3 separate regions of the Mus musculus genome follow, and all the other regions are linked to region 1. The links are chromatin contacts, called in public Hi-C maps. All regions are on one chromosome and are shown on one strand. Each heading gives the region's core, a stretch centred on a gene start, on an enhancer-like site or on the middle of the called end of the contact. The rest is flanking DNA. Distances are from core to core; before and after follow the strand shown. Region 1 has its middle 18 kb from the start of Gm41393. Region 2 has its middle 13 kb from the start of Gm41394. Region 3 has its middle 42 kb from the start of Rpap3.

What was found. Hi-C and Micro-C count contacts between places; a contact is called where the count stands out from the background.
Region 2: a contact with region 1 is called in a Hi-C map of embryonic stem cells, with 2.0 times the contacts expected there. The contact joins two enhancer-like sites. A contact is called at or near these places in 1 of 484 Hi-C or Micro-C datasets (embryonic stem cells), 6 of 115 datasets of contacts at active chromatin or transcription factors (cardiomyocytes, embryonic forebrain, embryonic stem cells and 1 more) and 1 of 9 other capture datasets (embryonic stem cells).
Region 3: a contact with region 1 is called in a Hi-C map of CD8 T cells, with 4 times the contacts expected there. The contact joins two enhancer-like sites. A contact is called at or near these places in 1 of 15 datasets of contacts at CTCF or cohesin (the NIH/3T3 cell line), 5 of 484 Hi-C or Micro-C datasets (B cells, CD8 T cells, cerebral cortex and 2 more) and 2 of 115 datasets of contacts at active chromatin or transcription factors (both in embryonic stem cells).

Annotation. Positions count from the first base shown.
Region 1 is chr15:97,423,267-97,425,966 of GRCm38.p6, forward strand. No RefSeq gene overlaps it. Among named protein-coding and RNA genes, the nearest start is that of Gm41393, 18 kb to the left of the region's middle. Within about 2 kb of position 1,270, at least 49 of the 459 cell types and tissues checked have an H3K27ac peak or open chromatin away from gene starts, as enhancers often do. A contact at or near this core is called in B cells, CD8 T cells and embryonic stem cells, where this site is marked.
Region 2 is chr15:97,605,720-97,608,419 of GRCm38.p6, forward strand. No RefSeq gene overlaps it. Among named protein-coding and RNA genes, the nearest start is that of Gm41394, 13 kb to the right of the region's middle. Within about 2 kb of position 1,267, at least 125 of the 459 cell types and tissues checked have an H3K27ac peak or open chromatin away from gene starts, as enhancers often do. A contact at or near this core is called in embryonic stem cells, where this site is marked.
Region 3 is chr15:97,662,469-97,665,168 of GRCm38.p6, forward strand. No RefSeq gene overlaps it. Among named protein-coding and RNA genes, the nearest start is that of Rpap3, 42 kb to the right of the region's middle. Within about 2 kb of position 1,408, at least 173 of the 459 cell types and tissues checked have an H3K27ac peak or open chromatin away from gene starts, as enhancers often do. A contact at or near this core is called in B cells and CD8 T cells, where this site is marked.

The DNA.
Region 1 (2,700 bases), core at 20-2,519:
CAGAGCCTGCTCCCTATCCCCCCTCAACCCAGTACTCCTGCCTTTCTGTCTAAGCATTAATAGCCGTAGGAGGATGGTCTGGTGTAGCTTGTATTTGAATGCTAAATTCCATACCCCAAGATCTGATTGTGGATTGTCATGTCTAACCAGCCTTTTTTTGTGTGTGTGAACCTTGCTCCGCAAGTTAACTGGTCAATAAAAGGCTAAAGCCTGTGATTAGGCAATGACAGGCAGGTTTTCCGTTGGGTCTCAGGTAGAGAGGGAGAAAGTAGAAAGGACATGGAGAGAGGCAGAAGCTGCCATGAGAGGAGACACGGACCGTGAGCACGTGGCCAGGAGAAACAGCAAGCAACAAGGGACACATGGCCAGGATGTGAGTTAGAAAAGCTCCAAAACCTGCCCAATCTAAGCGGACAGCTTGTAAAGAAAACACCTGGATTGTGTGTCTTTTCTATGGGCTAGCTAGAATTTCTAATTCATTTTACAAATAGCTCTTCCAATAATCTGTACTCCCAGTCAGCCATTTAGCTGACTGTTGAACTAACCCCCTTTAAGCACAACAAGGTGAGCCTTTTCTGTCCCAAGCCATGGTGGACCAGATCTTTTTTTTTTTTTTTTTTTTTTTTAGAGCATTTCATTCCATGATCCCCACAAAAAAGAAGGGGGGCTTTCAAAGTCACACTATAAGATACTATAATGACACTGAAGTTTGTTGTTTGGTTTTGTTTGTGACAGGCTTTTTCTGTGCAGCGCTGGCTGTCCTGGAACCCACTCTGTAGACCAGGCTGGCCTTAAACTCGAAGAGATCTGCCTGCCTCTGCCTCCCAAGTGCTTGGATTTAATGTGTGTGCTACCAATGCCCGACACGATGTTGAGTTTTATGTTAAGGGTACAGATTCTTCATTGATGTACATGAGTAGGTGAATGCCCTGGTACTGTAGTTTCTGATAGAGTGGGATCAATCTATGCAGAATCAAGGATGTCTAACCACAAAGGAAAATTCTGACCACTAAGAAACACAGATGCCAAGACAACAGAACAGTACAGTTCTCCTGGGCTACCTCACATAAAACTCCTTGCCAGGGGCCAAGGTAGTCTCCCTTCTGGAGTAGATGAAGGCTTTCTTCTATGCCATGCTTACAATGATTTTGCAGGAATTAGCTGTATCTGCGGCAAGAATACACAAAAGAGCAACAGTGAGTTGTGTGCATGCTTCAGTACAGTTTCCGGGAAGCCAAATGAAGCCTGTGGTCGCCAGCTTCCTCTGTTTTCCTCCAAGCTCCGCCCTTCTCCTTGTCTGTGAAGCTTGGCTCTCTGAACGCTGCTGTCAGGCCTTGTATTTCTCGTCCCTGGTGTCTCCCAACTTTGCCATTTTAACTGTATTGTTGTTTTCACTGTGACATCAGGGAACCAAGGAAGAGCAAGACCAAGACTGGAGCAGGTCAGAGCCTCCGGAGCCTGGAGTGATGGGGGATTAGATGCTAAGCCATTTGACCTTGGGACTATGTTTCCCTCCGTGTGTTTGCTCCCCTACAATGTCTGGTCCACTTCCCTCGGTCTCTTGTTTAGCACCGGCCTGTCTGTGTATGCCGCTCCCTCAACGTCGAGTTTGTCAAGGCGTTTCTTCAATGCCCCCTTCTCGGTGCGTATTTTTAACAGCCGTCCCTACTAAGTTCCCCATCTGCTCTGTGATTCTTATCTCTAATTCCCTCTGGGCACCATAACCATATCTACAAAGGCTTTTTCTACCAGAGTGCTTCAGAAGGTGCCAGCCAGCCAGCCAGCAGACATTTGTTACCCTTGACTTAAGGAGTCCAGCCAGGGCGAGTCACTGGGAGAGCTGTTGTGTATCTGTTTCCTTTCGGAGTGTCTAAGGCTTGATTTGGCAGCAGTTGGTGATGTTGAGAACAGTTAATGGCAGTGAAAAGAAATCTATAGGGATGGAGTCTGCTGCACAAAGTGAGGTCGATGCAAGGTGCCTGTTGAGGGTTTGGTCCTGTTGCTATGCACTGTGATGCTAAATATCAGCCCACAAGATCTAGTTGCTTCACAGACAAGGAGATCCTCATGTATACCAAATGATGCTATGTGACTTTCCTCCTTAATTTAGAACTATCAGGGCTCTCCAGAGATGGCTCAGTGGTTAAGAGCACTGACTGCTCTTCCCAGAAGTCCTGAGTTCAAATCCCACCAACCACATGGTGGCTCACAACCATCCCTCTTCTGGTGTGTCTGAAGACAGCTACAGTATAACAAATAAGTAAATCTTTTTTAAAAATTAGAACTGCCTGGCGTGGTGGCACATGCCTTTAATCCCAGCACTCGGGAGGCAGAGGCAGGTAGATTTCTGAGTTCGAGGCCAGCCTGGTCTACAAAGTGAGTTCCAGGACAGCCAGAGCTATACAGAGAAACCCTGTCTCGAAAAACAAAAACAAACACACACACAAAAATTAGAACTATCAGTTGAATAAAGATGCCTACAGCCTGTAGCTGGGCGGAGACAGGTAGATGGGATTCCCGGGCTTGGGGATCTGAGGCAGGGACTATGAGGAGGGGAGGAGAGTTAAGAGAGAGGAGAAGATGCCATGGGTTAAGGGCTCATGAGAACTGGCCATGAGGGCTGGCCAGTTGGAGTAAGAGAGGCCCAGGTGGAAGATGGCAAGTCATATCTCAGGGTTATTGGCAGGGAAGTAGACACAA
Region 2 (2,700 bases), core at 17-2,516, 180 kb after region 1:
TTAAGATTACCAGAAGAGAGGGGGGGGGATAAGCGAGGGCAATTAGGAGTCAAATATGAGCAAAACATCCTAACGAAACCCATTATTTTGAATACTAACTATAAAATAGTAAGGTATGCCTCTAGGTCAGGTGGGCTCGGAGTCCTTCAAAAGCACCGTATGTTCACATAAGACCTTTTCCCTAACCCCGTCCCCCACCCCCAGGCTCCTGCACCTAGAAGCACCACATGACCTTTTAGCAAGTCTCAACTCCCCCGTTGTGGGCATCTGCCTGTGATTGCGCTAGATAGCGCACCACCAGACTGTGGTGTTCAACCCAGGGCTTAGTACTTGATGAATATTGAAATAAATCTTGTACCTCAAAAAGAACCATGACCTTGCCCAGCCAAATGGTGTACAAAATTGTAATATTGAATATCCTAGTACAGCATTTTTTTGTGTAAGAATCCTATGGGGAGGGAGATGGCTCAAAAGTACCCACTGTGTCGACGTTAGGGCCTAAATTCATATCCCCATCACATGTGGTGTCTTGCCCAGTAATGGGAGTGGGCATGGAGCTCACTGGGCAGCCAACCTAGCCAATTAGTTAACTCTGGTTCAGTGAGAGAGACTGTCTCAAAAACTAAGGTGAAGAGTAATTGAGAAAGACATCCTGATTAGAGCTCTAGCCATGTGTGTGCGCATGCACATGTACCCCCATGTACACATTTACACTCCCACGGGAACACAAACATGCTCACATCTCACACATATGTATACGCATATAGGAGAAAAAATAGTGTTTGAGATGCATGTCTTTCTTATTAACGGAAGCTTTGTTTGGGGGAGGGAGGCATTTCTGTTGTTCAGGCCTCAGCGGAAGAGATTTCCTTAGGGGTGGGGTGGAAAATTAGGAGCGATGATCCTCTAACCTGTGCTGAGGACAGGTCGGATTAGGAAGGGTAGATACATCAAAAGACCAGAGGATCCTTTCCTCTGGTCAGATTTTCTGAAGAGCAGTGCGGGTTGCCATAGCAACGGCAGCACTTTGTAGTCCCGCCCCTCCTCGCTTCCTACCTGCTGGTGTGGAAGGGCTGGAAGCGCCAGCCTTCCGCCGCAGTAGGGAGTCCTCCTCCAGGCTCTTGAGAGCCAGAGGTAGGGGAAGACTCACGCGAGACAACCGGGGAGAGACGACGGGGGTTGAACCAGCCAGGGGCTGAAGGAAAGAAGCTTAGGGGATGGGGAGGGACCTCCCCTGCCAGGAGGTGAAGGCTAAAGCGTGGGCAGGAGTGACAAAGGCATAAAGGAGGAAGCTGCCACCGTTGGCAAATAATCACAGCTGGGCCAGCAGTTCTCAGAGCTGATTATTCTGTGATCCCCGGCTTAATTGATTTTACACAACCTCCTGACTGCGCAATTGGGAGCCTCCAAACAAGAAAGGCAGTTTTCAAAGGACAGCTGCTTGCTCGAGTGGACACCCCACACAGAATTGTTTACTGGAGCTTCTAATGACTTCTTCTTCTCAACCGAGCCAGAAAATATCTTCCTAAAGACGAAGCGGGAAGGATGCCAGGGCTGTGGGTATTGCTACAGTGCGTAATGATCAGTCTTCCTAATCAAATCAGTGACTTTACTGCGAGAGTGCCCGTTTCTGCCCTAACAATATGATACGGGATTGCTAAACTAACAGCCATTACTGTTTTCTAGACTCTTCTCTCCGTTTATTCTAAGTCAGACATAATTCTACTTGGTGGTAATTTTTGCAAGATTCAAAGAGAGTAGAGGACTAGGGTTGATCATAAATTATATTGACACCATTGATGAAGACGTTAGGAAATCATGGAGTCAGAAAAAAAAATACTCAGGCTTATCGGGGTTTTCTTTTAGGGGAAAATGACCAACTCTATCAAAATCACAGAGAAAATTTATCCAAACAATACCCAGAGTCAATCACGGTCCATTGAAAAACAAACGGGAGAAATGTACAATTCTGCAGCCACTCCCAGCCAGTGCAGCCCCTCATTAACAGCAACAAGACAGTTAATTTACTTAGCAACCCGCCGCTGGCTTTCAGCCGTTGTCTTCCTCACATCTGCTGCTCCAGCATGATGCATTTAATAAATATGTTTATAAGCCAGCCATTTATTTCTGGCACCGTTTTTGCCCTTTTCTACACCAAACTTCATTCATGGGGAGGAGACGTGTTAATTGTCCCATCCGTACGTGACCTTTCGTACTATGCTGCTAGGAGATCCTCCAGAGCCTAACACTGAGCACAGTGTGAGCCGCCAAGCCCGGCAGAAGCTGGAGACAACATCTTTGTGTCATAGTCAGCAGTGAAACATCAGGCCAAGGGAATACAAACTCTGGGACGGAGCAGGAGTACCCAGGAAGTCTCAGCTCACGCTTCTCCTGACTCTAGATGGCAAAGTGTAGCGGTGCAGAGTAATGCTACATATTAAGGGGGACAGTTAAATAGAGTTCACTGCATTTGGGTTTATGAAAATGGCCCGAGACAAGGCAGGTAGCCTGTGATGCCACCTAGTTACCAAACAATCAGGGATTATTTGATTATCTTCAAAGAGATCCATTCTCCAAAATTTGCATGGATTGTCTATGAGTGAGGATGTTCGTTGTCGTGAGCTAACCAGATGGCTTAGCTGAGAGATGGCTCAGTGGTTAAGAGCACAGGCTGCTCCTCCTGAGGACCTCTGTTCGGTT
Region 3 (2,700 bases), core at 158-2,657, 240 kb after region 1:
ACATGCATACACACATACATATACACGCATACACACATATATACATACATGCATACACACATGCATACATACATGCATACACACATACATATACACGCATACACACATACATACACACACATGCATGCATGCATACACACATACATATACACGCACACACACATATATACATACATGCATACACACATACATACATGCATACACACATACATATACACGCATACACACATATATACATACATGCATACACACATGCATACATACATGCATACACACATACATATACACGCATACACACATACATACACACACATGCATGCATGCATACACACATACATATACACGCATACACACATACATACACACACATGCATGCATACACACATACATATACACACATACACACATACATATACATGCATACGCACATACATACATGCATGCATACACACATATATACATGCATACACACATACATACATACACACATACATACACACATACACACATACACACATGCATACATGCATATATACATACACATACATACATACATACATAGAGGCAAAACTCTCATATACAAAAATTTTAATTAATATTTAAAATTTTTTAAAAAGATGTTATATTTTATTAAAAGTGCAATGACATACCACTTACAGATTCTTTTATTTTCTCTTTTTTGCTATGTATTTTTTGAAAGGGTTTCTCTGTGTAATCCTGGCTGTTCTGGAACTCCCTCTAGACCAGGCTAGCCTCGCACTCAGAGATCTGCCTGCCTCTGCCTCCTGAGTGCTGGGACTAAAAAGGCCCTGTGCCACCACACGCACCTAACTTTCCAACTCTTAATCCAGCAGTGGCAAGAACTGACTTGTGCTTTTAGAAGTTTGGTGGCTGACGTGGGTAAAAAGATGCTTGCCATGAAGATAAACTGAGTTCTTTCTGTCCCTAGATGTGGGGCACCAACTCCATGGAGTTATCCTATAACCACACCTGTCATTCTCTCTCTCTCTCTCTCTCTCTCTCTCTCTCTCTCTCTCTCTCTCTCACGTATACATTAATAATAAACATTTTTACTTTTACCTTTGCGATAGAGAACGGCTTATAGGGACTAGAAGCAAAGAGAACAAATAGCAGACTAGGGAGATGTTGACTGTAGACTTTACCTCGTTGGTACAGCAAAGGGCTGGGAACTAAGTGAGCTTCAGAGAGGGAACTATGAGGACTTGGGAGAGGGGTGGCCTGGGGGCTATTGCACCAAGGACGGGGATGACTATCTCTAGATCTCTACCCATTCAGGCTGAAAACCACAGGTGGGGAAGTCCTGGAAGATTCAGTGTCTGGTGAGAGCCTGTTTCCTCACATGGTGCCTTCTTACTGCCCCCTTGTGGTACAGAAGGAGCAAGGCAGCTCTCAAGGGCTCCGTCTTTCTGTATTTTCGCCTTCCTAGTTGCTGTGATGCTACCCGGCAGAAGCAATTTAGAGAAGGAAGGATTTCTCTCGCGAGGACACTGCCCACTGTGGCAGCGTTCACAGCCTGGCAGCGGGAGCCTCGGGCAGATGCGTGCTCCATGGCGTCAGCCAGGAACAGCTGGCTGATAACCCTCAAGACCTTTCGCCTGTCAGCTAGGTGCAGCGTCCAGATTACACAGCCTCCCGAAACAGCGCCACCAGATGGAGACCAAATGTCCCGAAACACGAGCTTGCAGGAGATGTTTCACATTCAAACTGTAACATTTCCCAGAGCCAGCCTTCGAGACTCCACAGAATCGTGTAGAAGGGACCCAAACAATAATCTGTTAAAGATAGATTACCATGCACTAAATCTCACCCAGAAGCTTCTGCCCCTTGCTGCCCCCTTGTGGGCACAGGGATGTTGGGCAAGGAGGTCTTAATCTCACACCAGAAATTTCCGGGTGAGATTAAGAATTAAGTACAGAAGATATTTTTAAAATGATTAAAAGCCAGTGCAGTTTTGCATATTTCCACTGCTAATTACAACTGAAAGGACGTCGTGTACAGATCATTCTAAAAGACAATTCTAAACGCCTGGTGCAATGGCTTACACCTTTAGTTCCAGTACTCGGGAGGCAGAGGCAGGCAGATCACTTAGTTGGAGGCCAACCTGGTCTACAGAAGGAGTTCCAGAATAGCCTCGGCTACATAATGAGACCCTGTCTCAAAAGAAGGAGGAGGAGCAGGAGGAAGAAGAGGAAGAAGAGGGGGACAAGGATGAGTGGGAGGAAAAAAGCTGCTAGTAAAGTAGAGAAAAGAAGAAAGACTGTAGCTGGGCAGTGGTGGCACACGCCTTTAATCCCAGCACTTGGGAGGCAGAGGCAGGCAGATTTCTGAGTTCAAGGCCAGCCTGGTCTACACAGCCAGGCCTATTCAGAGAAACCCTGTCTCAAAAAAACAAAACAAACAACAACAACAACAAAAAACCAAAAAAACAAACCAAACAAACAAAAGCAGACAGACTGTCCGGGGACCTTGGGATATGAGGAATACAGTGTGAATTCCCCGAGCTTAGTGTTTTTCTCACATACCAAACAGCTACAAAGGCCGCCAGCAAACTAGAAACACCAATTGTGTGCATTGCAAGAAAGCTCCTAGGATCACCCATAGGGGACCAGCAAGAGCTTTTTCTCATTAGCCACCGCGGTGCAAAGGGTGGCGCTGACATTTTTCCCCCCAGCATTGAAA